Linked DNA regions of Anser cygnoides: region 2 is linked to region 1. Evidence: chromatin contacts called from public Hi-C data. All regions are on one chromosome and are shown on one strand. Each heading gives the region's core, a stretch centred on a gene start, on an enhancer-like site or on the middle of the called end of the contact. The rest is flanking DNA. Distances are from core to core; before and after follow the strand shown. Region 1 holds the start of MASP1 (MBL associated serine protease 1). Region 2 holds the start of C9H2orf72 (chromosome 9 C2orf72 homolog).

What was found. A called contact is a pair of places that touch in the nucleus more often than the background predicts.
Region 2: a Hi-C map of liver shows a contact between it and region 1, with 2.1 times the contacts expected there. The contact joins the promoter of C9H2orf72 here to the promoter of MASP1 in region 1. A contact is called at or near these places in 2 of 7 Hi-C or Micro-C datasets (both in liver).

Annotation. Positions count from the first base shown.
Region 1 is chr9:16,433,509-16,437,473 of Taihu_goose_T2T_genome, forward strand. It overlaps MASP1 (MBL associated serine protease 1), which reads left to right and starts at 2,130. Exons shown (of 16, transcript XM_048076878.2): 1 at 2,130-2,458. The coding sequence starts at 2,454.
Region 2 is chr9:16,743,425-16,747,389 of Taihu_goose_T2T_genome, forward strand. C9H2orf72 (chromosome 9 C2orf72 homolog) reads left to right here and starts at 1,839. Exons shown (of 3, transcript XM_048076852.2): 1 at 1,839-2,462. The coding sequence starts at 1,901.

The sequences.
Region 1 (3,965 bases), core at 880-3,379:
TGCTTTAGGGGCTGGCGATGACCTGGAGTGCCAAGCCAGGATGCTGGGTGGCACGGGCACACGGGGACAGACATCTCACAGCACGCAGAGCCTGGCTGGAGGTCAGCCAGCCCCGGAGCAGGGCCAGCTCCATGGCGGAACAGCAGCCGCCCATGCAAGGCTGGCATCCCGAGCACGCCGGTGGGAATTTGGTGGGAATTTGCTTTCTGGAGGCAGGGAGGTGAGCGGGCAGTGCTCGTGGGAGGGGTGTTTGCAGCATATGAGCAAGCAGCACAGAGTGCTGCTGCTGGGGTCTGCATTGATTTTCATCCTCCCCTGCCCTCCAGTGCTCCGCGGTCGGCGTGGATGCTTTCAACCCTGCTGTGCCCAGCAGCACGGGCTGGATGCACATTGAACTTGCATTGCCACTGCCAGCCTCGCAGTGCAAACACAGACTTTGGCCCTCAGTGATCTGGCTTGAAAGAGGCATCAGCAGGCAAAGGAAGTGTCACACGAGGCTTAGAGCTGCTCCTGAAGTGCAGGAGTTGTTCCAAAAAGCTATAGGAGGTTGTCATGGTGGAAAAATGAGTGCATGAAGGACCCACCCTGCAGAACAGGCAGGGAAAAAAATAGATCACAATGTATTCAGACAAGAGCACACTTGCCTGCAAAAATAAAGCCCTGCGTTTGACACGTTGCTGAGCTATTAATTAGTTTGATCAGCTTGCCTGGGTGTGTTAACATGAGCGAGAGCTGGTGTTTGTACAGTGATGAGCTGTTAAAACTTCCCAAACAGAGGCAGAAAAAATGGCAGAGTGAGATCTCCCCTTTGCCCAGAGCCTTCCTGCTATTCTTCCAGTGCTTTTCCACTCATATTTTTCTATTTTACCCGGCTGAGTCTCCTAGGTGCCATTTCTTCCCCGGCACAGAACCAGGGACCCATGGGAGCGAGAGAAGCGGTTTCAGAGCTGAAAGCCAAGGAGCTGTCAGCCCCCAGAGCACAAAGGCAAGGAATGGAAAAACCACCCCATTTTCCTCCCCCCAGACCTCTTCCCTCCCAGCTTCTGGGGGGCTGCACGTAGCCGAAGGGGCAGGCGAGTTACCATTGCCACTTTAATGGCAGAGGCTGGGGAGGGCTGGGAGCTGCTGCTGGGGGAGCGGTGCCAGCACATCCCCGTCTCCCTGCCCCTTGTTTTTGTGCCTTTTAACGCGCCGCAGCTGTACCCGTGCCTGCCAGGGGGTGTCTGCAGGGTGTACGTTAACCAGCTCAAGCTGAAGTTGGTCACCAGCTATGAAAGTTTTGCTCTTGATGTCTCCGAGCTTGGCGTTTCTGGACGAGGGGGCCACTTGCACCCTAAGGCAGCCCTAAGGAACGATTCGGGTTGTGCAGGCAGGAGGGCTTGGGGTTTGCTTGTTCCTGGGGCAGGGAAGGGGAACCAATGTCCCATGGCTCGGTGGGCAGCGTGCAGGTCCTCACCTCGCCAGGAGGGAGTCAGGCTTCGGACCTGCAGCTTTGGCATCTGCAGCTCTCCCTCCCGAGCAGAGTCCACATCCGAAGCTGCTCTTTTGCCCTGGGACAAAATGCAGAGTCCAGCCAGCCCCGAGCCCTGCAGGAGGTTCCCAGCCGGCTCTCGCCTTTATCCCGACTGCCACCAGCGGAAAGTTTCGCAGGAACCAGACCGCAGCCCCAAGCCCAGAGCAGCTCGGGGTGGAGAAGCTGAAATCGGGTCCTGAGCGCGGGTCCCAGCTGCAGCACATCCCCGCAGCTCTTCACTTCTGTGCAGGTTTTTTTTTCACACGTTCTTGCCTTCTGTTTTTGCTGGAGGCTCCCGTCCCTATTGAGAGGCAAATTTTAGCCATCTGGCAAAGCAGACTGTAGGATAAAAAAATGAGAGAGGGAGAAAGAAAAAAAAAAAAAGCACACAATGTGCATGGGCACACACACACACAAAACTCTGGAGCTTAGGGAAGACAAAAACTTCTCAGCGGTTGCTGGAGAGGAGAGGAGAGGAGAGGAGAGGAGAGGAGAGGAGAGGAGAGGAGAGGAGAGGAGAGGAGAGGAGAGGAGAGGAGAGGAGAGGAGAGGAGAGGAGAGGAGAGGAGAGGAGAGGAGAGGAGAGGAGAGGAGAGGAGAGGAGAGGAGAGGAGAGGAGAGGAGAGGAGAGGAGAGGAGAGGAGAGGAGAGGAGAGGAGAGGAGAGGAGAGGAAGAAGGAGAGAGCCTTCAGCGCAGGCAGGTCCGTGTGTGCGTGCGGGGATGTGGGGAACCGTTGCAGGCAGGGGAAGGCGTGACCTGCATGGAAAATGCCAGACAACTCCAGACACACACGCAGAGGCGCGCACACGCTCACAAATCTCCGGCCAGAGATAAGGCGGACAGCGGAGCGTGGGGAAGGAGGCGAAGCCGGCCCCCGCCGCCCAGCCAGCCGCCCTCCCCTGCCTCCCCAGCCCCTCGGGGAGCTCTCCCGGCAGAGACATGAGGTGAGTGCCTCCGGGACGAGGGGCGATGCGGCGGGGGAGAGCCGCACACGGGCTCCGGGGGGCACTGGGGGGTGGTTGGGGGGCGGCGCCGGTTTCACTCCGGAGCGGGACCGGGACTCGCGGAGAGGAGCTGGATGCGGGGCGAGCCGGCGGCGCTGAAGGCCAGGCGAAGCGGAGGGGGTGATGCCCGTTTCCGCCAGCCCCCGAGCAGAAGAGAAACAGATTTTTTTCCCTTCGCACATTTTTGTGGTTTCAGACGAGCCGTCAGAAAAAGGCATGTTCAACCTCAGTCCGCTCGGATGAAAAGTCGGCCCAAGTTTGTCGGTGCCCCGCGACTTTGCTTTGTACCCGGGGGCCGGGGCGAGCGGCAGCACGAGACAGACGAGCCCCAGAAAACTACTGCCCTGGTTTTGAAAGAACGCAGACAGGTTAAAAATAATCCGCTTATATAGATTCAATTTCCTCATCAGCATACCTTAATCAAGCCCTGCTTCTGAAACCGTGTGTGCGTGCACGTGTGGGTAGTTCCAGCGACTGTAATATACACCTACAAGCCTCTGCCAGGCCCTAGTACCTATTTTAGAAAGCGGAAATTTTCTCTAATGGCTCTAATTTCCTGCATGTTTCTGTTCCTCTGTGTGCTGTAAAAAGACGGAGGTCTCTCCTCCGGCCGGGTCCCATGCAATGCCATGGGCGTTCGAGTTTGCACCCCCAGCCCGGGCAGGGGCTTGCTCCCCCCTTGCACTGAGAACTGCTCCGCTGGCGCTCGCCTTCCTGCTCGAATGGAGCTCCAGGCTGGTGTGCAGTCAGCTGGCGGCTGCAGGGTGACCTGCAATCGCTGTCCTCTGTGCCCTCCTCGGGCACAAACAAGTTGGCAACTGGGACAAACTCTCTTGGATCAGATTTTTTTTAAATCTGAGTTTGATGACAAAAGGTCTCTGTGGATCTTAACTTCTGTGTCCTTCTTCATTTGGGGTGAGTGGTACCCTAAGAACTGAAGAGAACTGAAGAGGGAAAAGAGAAGAGAGAAGAGAAAAAGCAAAATGAAGAGAAGCGAAGGGAAAAGTAAAAGAGAAGCGAAGAGAAGAGCAAGTAAGAAATGAAGAGAAGAGAAAAGAAAAAAGAAAAGAAAGAGAGGAGAAGAGAAGAGAGGAGAGGAGAAGAGAGGAGAGGAGAAGAGAAGAGAGGAGAGGAGAAGAGAAGAGAAGAGAAGAGAAGAAAAAAGAAGAAAAGAAAAGAAAAGAAAAGAAAAGAAAAGAAAAGAAAAGAAAAGAAAAGAAAAGAAAAGAAAAGAAAAGAAAAGAAAAGAAAAGAAAAGAAAAGAAAAGAAAAGAAAAGAAAAGAAAAGAAAAGAAAAGAAAAGAAAAGAAAAGAAAAGAAAAGAAAAGAAAAGAAAAGAAAAGAAAAGAAAAGAAAAGAAAAGAAAAGAAAAGAAAAGAAAAGAAAAGAAAAGAAAAGAAAAGAAAAGAAAAGAAAAGGAGTGTGCTAGCGGGGAGCAATGTGCAGG
Region 2 (3,965 bases), core at 589-3,088, 310 kb after region 1:
GGCCAAAGCAAGAGCTTTTCCTTGGCTTGGTGCTTGCAGGGAGGAGCTCTTCAGCTGTCTTGTTGTACAGATCCCTTCCTGGAGCCCTTCTGCTTGTGGCTGGCTTCTGGAGAACCCCCGGCATGAGATCCATACCTAAAATTCTGTCAGAGGGGAAGGTGTGAGCAGAGAAACCCCAGGGCTGTGGGCTGCTGGGGACCTGCACCTTCCTGATGGCCCTGATGCTGCTCCTGGCACGGCTCCTGGTGCTGACTGCACCCAGGGCTCTTCTCCCCCGGATAAAATGCAGGGCCACGAGCAGGATTCTGACCAGATGAGAGGAAATCCTTGTAAATGCAAAACCTGGGCAACATTAAGGCCAGACCTGGCTGTTGAACTGTGTCCGACTGTAGCCCTGGCACGCTGACATCTGCTCTCAGGATCCCCACGCTGGCGCGGGACCGTAGCCTCTTGCAACAACAGACCCTGATCTTTGGAAGAGGGCCCTAATCCTCCTGGTTTATCTCCCCCAACCTGGTTATCAGCACTAGTCAATGAGTAAGTTACTTTTACTAAGAGCTAGGGCAGAAACTCTCTGAAACCCTTGCCCAGGCTGTCCAGCCCCACGGTGCTGGCGTGGGGCAGCGTTTGCTAAGCCCGTTGTAGCTGGACCACGCATTTTCCTGGCTTAAAACTGGTGGCACACAGCGACCTCCCTGAGCTGCCCCACCTCGGCTGTGACTGAGGAGCTGCTGGTGGCCAAGGGGAAAGTCAGGGAGCGGGCACGCTGGCTCTGCCACCTTAGGGGCACCTCTTGGCAATCACAGACCCCAGGTGGCTGGGTGGGTGCATGGATTTCTGCTCTGCTTTCATCCTCGGCGCTCTGAGACCTCCGTGTCCCACAGAGGTGCTCTGCAAGGGCAGCTGCCTGCCGCTGGCACCTCTGAGCCATTCGTTCCCTATCAAACTGGGAGCTATTAAATGTTTGGGGGGAGTCTGGGACCTGTTTATGACACGGAATAGGGAAAGTGTTAACCGCGTGTGCTGCGGGTAAGAGCTTCCTGGTTCACCTCCAGGCGTGCCAACGCCGGGGCTGGGCACTGCACTGGCCCTCATGTGGCGTTCATTCACTGTCGGCTGGCAGAGCTCGCTCGTGGCCTCTTCCCTGTGCCAGGGCTGTTAAACACGTGCCAGCACTGAAATCCTAATTATAGCCCCGCACTTACCCCTGCAAACATCCTGTGCTCCCATGGGACGTGTCCCAGGGCCGGTGGGGCTGAGGGGCTGTGTTTGTGCTGGGGGGGGGATGCGGTGTTTGCAGAGGGGGAGCGAAGGGGGATTGCGTGGGAAGGGACCCCGAGGTGCAGCGTGTGGGGTGGGGACGCAGCTTGGCTTTGTGGTGCTTCTGGGGCTTTGCGCTCGTGCAGGAATTGGGGAACCTGTGAGCCGTGGGGTGGGTATGGCCCTTGGGGTGCTAGCTATTCCCCACGGCGTGGTGTTATCGCGGTTATAGCACAGCCAGCTGTGGGCTACAGCCCGAGGTGCCCACGGAGGCCACCCCACCGCCACCCCGTGTCACAGCGTGTCACACACTGGGGGTGCACATTACACCCGTGGGGCGTGCAGTCACGGTGCCTCATGCACGCCCCCTTCGCGACCCTCACATCCTCCTCTACCCCTTCCCACCTTCTCTCACCTGCCTTCCAGCACCTCCCGAGTTCGCCGGGGGCCTCGGCGCACCGGGGGGGGGGGGGGGATGGGACCGGGGGGATGCTTTGGGGCCGGTTGGGGTGGGAAGGGATGGGGTTGGGATGGGGCCAGCCCCTTGCGGAGCTCCGGGCCCGGTGCCGGGAGGCGGGCCGGGGGGCGGTGCGCTGCTGCGGGCCGGGCTCGGCGGAGGCTGCGGAGGAGGCTGCGGAGGATGGAGGCTGCGGAGGAGCTGCGGGAGCTGCGGGCGCTGGTGGAGCGGGCGGGCGGGCGGCGGGCGGTGCTGCTGGTGGCCGAGGTGGCCGAGGGAGCTCCGGCGGCCTCCGCCTTGGCCTCGTTCGCCCGAGACTTGCTGGGAGACGAGGCTCCTCCGGCACCGGGACCGACACCGGGACCGATACCGGGCTGCCCCTCCCGCTCCCGGTGCCGGTCGCGGGGCGGCGGAGGGCGGCGGGCGCTGGCGGCGGGGCTGCTGCTGGTGCTGTGCCGCGGCGGGGCGGCGAGGGGCCGAGGGAACCGGGCACGGCTGCGGGAGGTGGTGCGGGACGTGCGGGGCCGCCTCCCCCCGGGGCCGCCGCCCGCCGCCGTCGTCGGTGTCCTCCTGCCCGGGGGGGACGGGGAGGACGCGGCCGTGCTGGACGCCACCCTCCGCCGCCACTTCCCGGCCCCGGGAACCGTGCAGGGGGCTCGCTACAGCCCCGGCAGCCCCGCAGCCCTCCGAGAGTGCCGTGCCGCAGCCTGCCGAGCTCTGCGAGCGGCCCTGCAGCACCCCGCAGGTACCGGGGGTACCGGGCACAGGGTGGGCATCCCGCCCGGGTGGGTCAGGGAGCCGCGTGGTGCTTCCCCGTGGGGTCTGTGCCATCCCGATGGGAGCCCATCCCAAGGAGAAGTGCTGCTTCTCAATGGGATTTGGCCTTCTGCAATGGGATTTGCTCCGCTGGCCGGTGGGATCAATCCCTCCTCGGCTGGACCCGGCTCTCCGCCACGGGAGCTGCGCCGTTGCGGAGCCTCTGCCCCTCTCCAGGGAGATCTGGCTGTTCCCAAAGGGATCGGCTCCGTGCTGGTGGAGTCTGAGCCTTCCCGGTGGGATCTGCCCCTTCCCGGTGGGAATCTCAGCCCTGGCAGCCAGGGAAGGTTGGGAAGCGCCGAAGCAGCGCTTGGATGGCAGGGATGTGGCACGTGGCAGCTGTGACGTGGTGGCACACCGTGCTTACGTCCAGGGGACGGGGGCTCGGGGCGCAGCCCGTGCCGCAGGTCCTGCGGGAGGAAAGTGCTCGTGTCGGCTTCACGGAATGAGTCAGAACAAGTGGGCGTTTGGGTGTCAAACCACATGCTGTTGGTGGCCAGTGTGAGCACCGTGAGGGTGGCAGGATGAAAGCTGGGTGTCACCGGGGCCTCGAGGCGAGAGGCGAGGCGTGTTTGTGTGCAGGCACAGGGCGCTGGGCAGCTGGGCAGGCTCTGCCCCACGGCAGCCACACAAAAAAATACAGGCTCACATTAATCTTAGGCACTGCTTGTCTTGGGTTGTTCCCCTTTCTTCCTCCTTTAATTTTTCCCACTTTTCTCTTGCTCCGCTTCAAGTCCAGGCGCTCCGGCGTTCTGCTCTTTCTGGGCCCTGCCCCTGAGGGGTCCCAGCGGTGCTCTGCAGCTCCACGGGGACAGCTCCTCTGTGACCCCAGGGACACAGGGACAGCCGGCTGCAGCTCAGGGGCTTCTTCCACCGGTTCAGCTCAGGATCCTGGATCTGAATGCTGAGGGGTTTTGAGACCAGTGGGACCCACTGCATCCCCCTGGGACCCGCTGCATCCCCCCTGGAGGGTGTGGGGCTGTCTTCTGCCAACCCTTTGCGCTGAGGCAGGCGTGTCCCCCTTTCCATCTTCCCTCCTTCCGAAGGCTTTTGCTTTCCTCACATTGTTCCTGCTGCAAGAATTCCTTCTGGTGATCTCGCGGATGCCAGTGCACCCTCCAGTTCTGCTCTGGTGGGACAGCAGCTGCAGAGGCAGAAAACTATCCCTGCGTGTCACCTTTTTCCACCTTTGCACGGCTGGCACTTGCCTCAAAACATGTGTCTTTGTGACTGGCTGTGGATTTGTGCTCCGTGCAGCTGTGGGGTTGGAGAGCAGTGGAGAAAGAGGAGCAGAAAGCCTGAGCAGGCGCTGCCAGCAGCCTGTTTGTGTGTGCTTTGTACGCGTCGTGGGTAGGAGGACTCAGCTTTAATTCACCTCTGACGGTGCTCTTAGTCATGTAAGTGTCCCATGGCCTGCATGTGCAATGAGGAT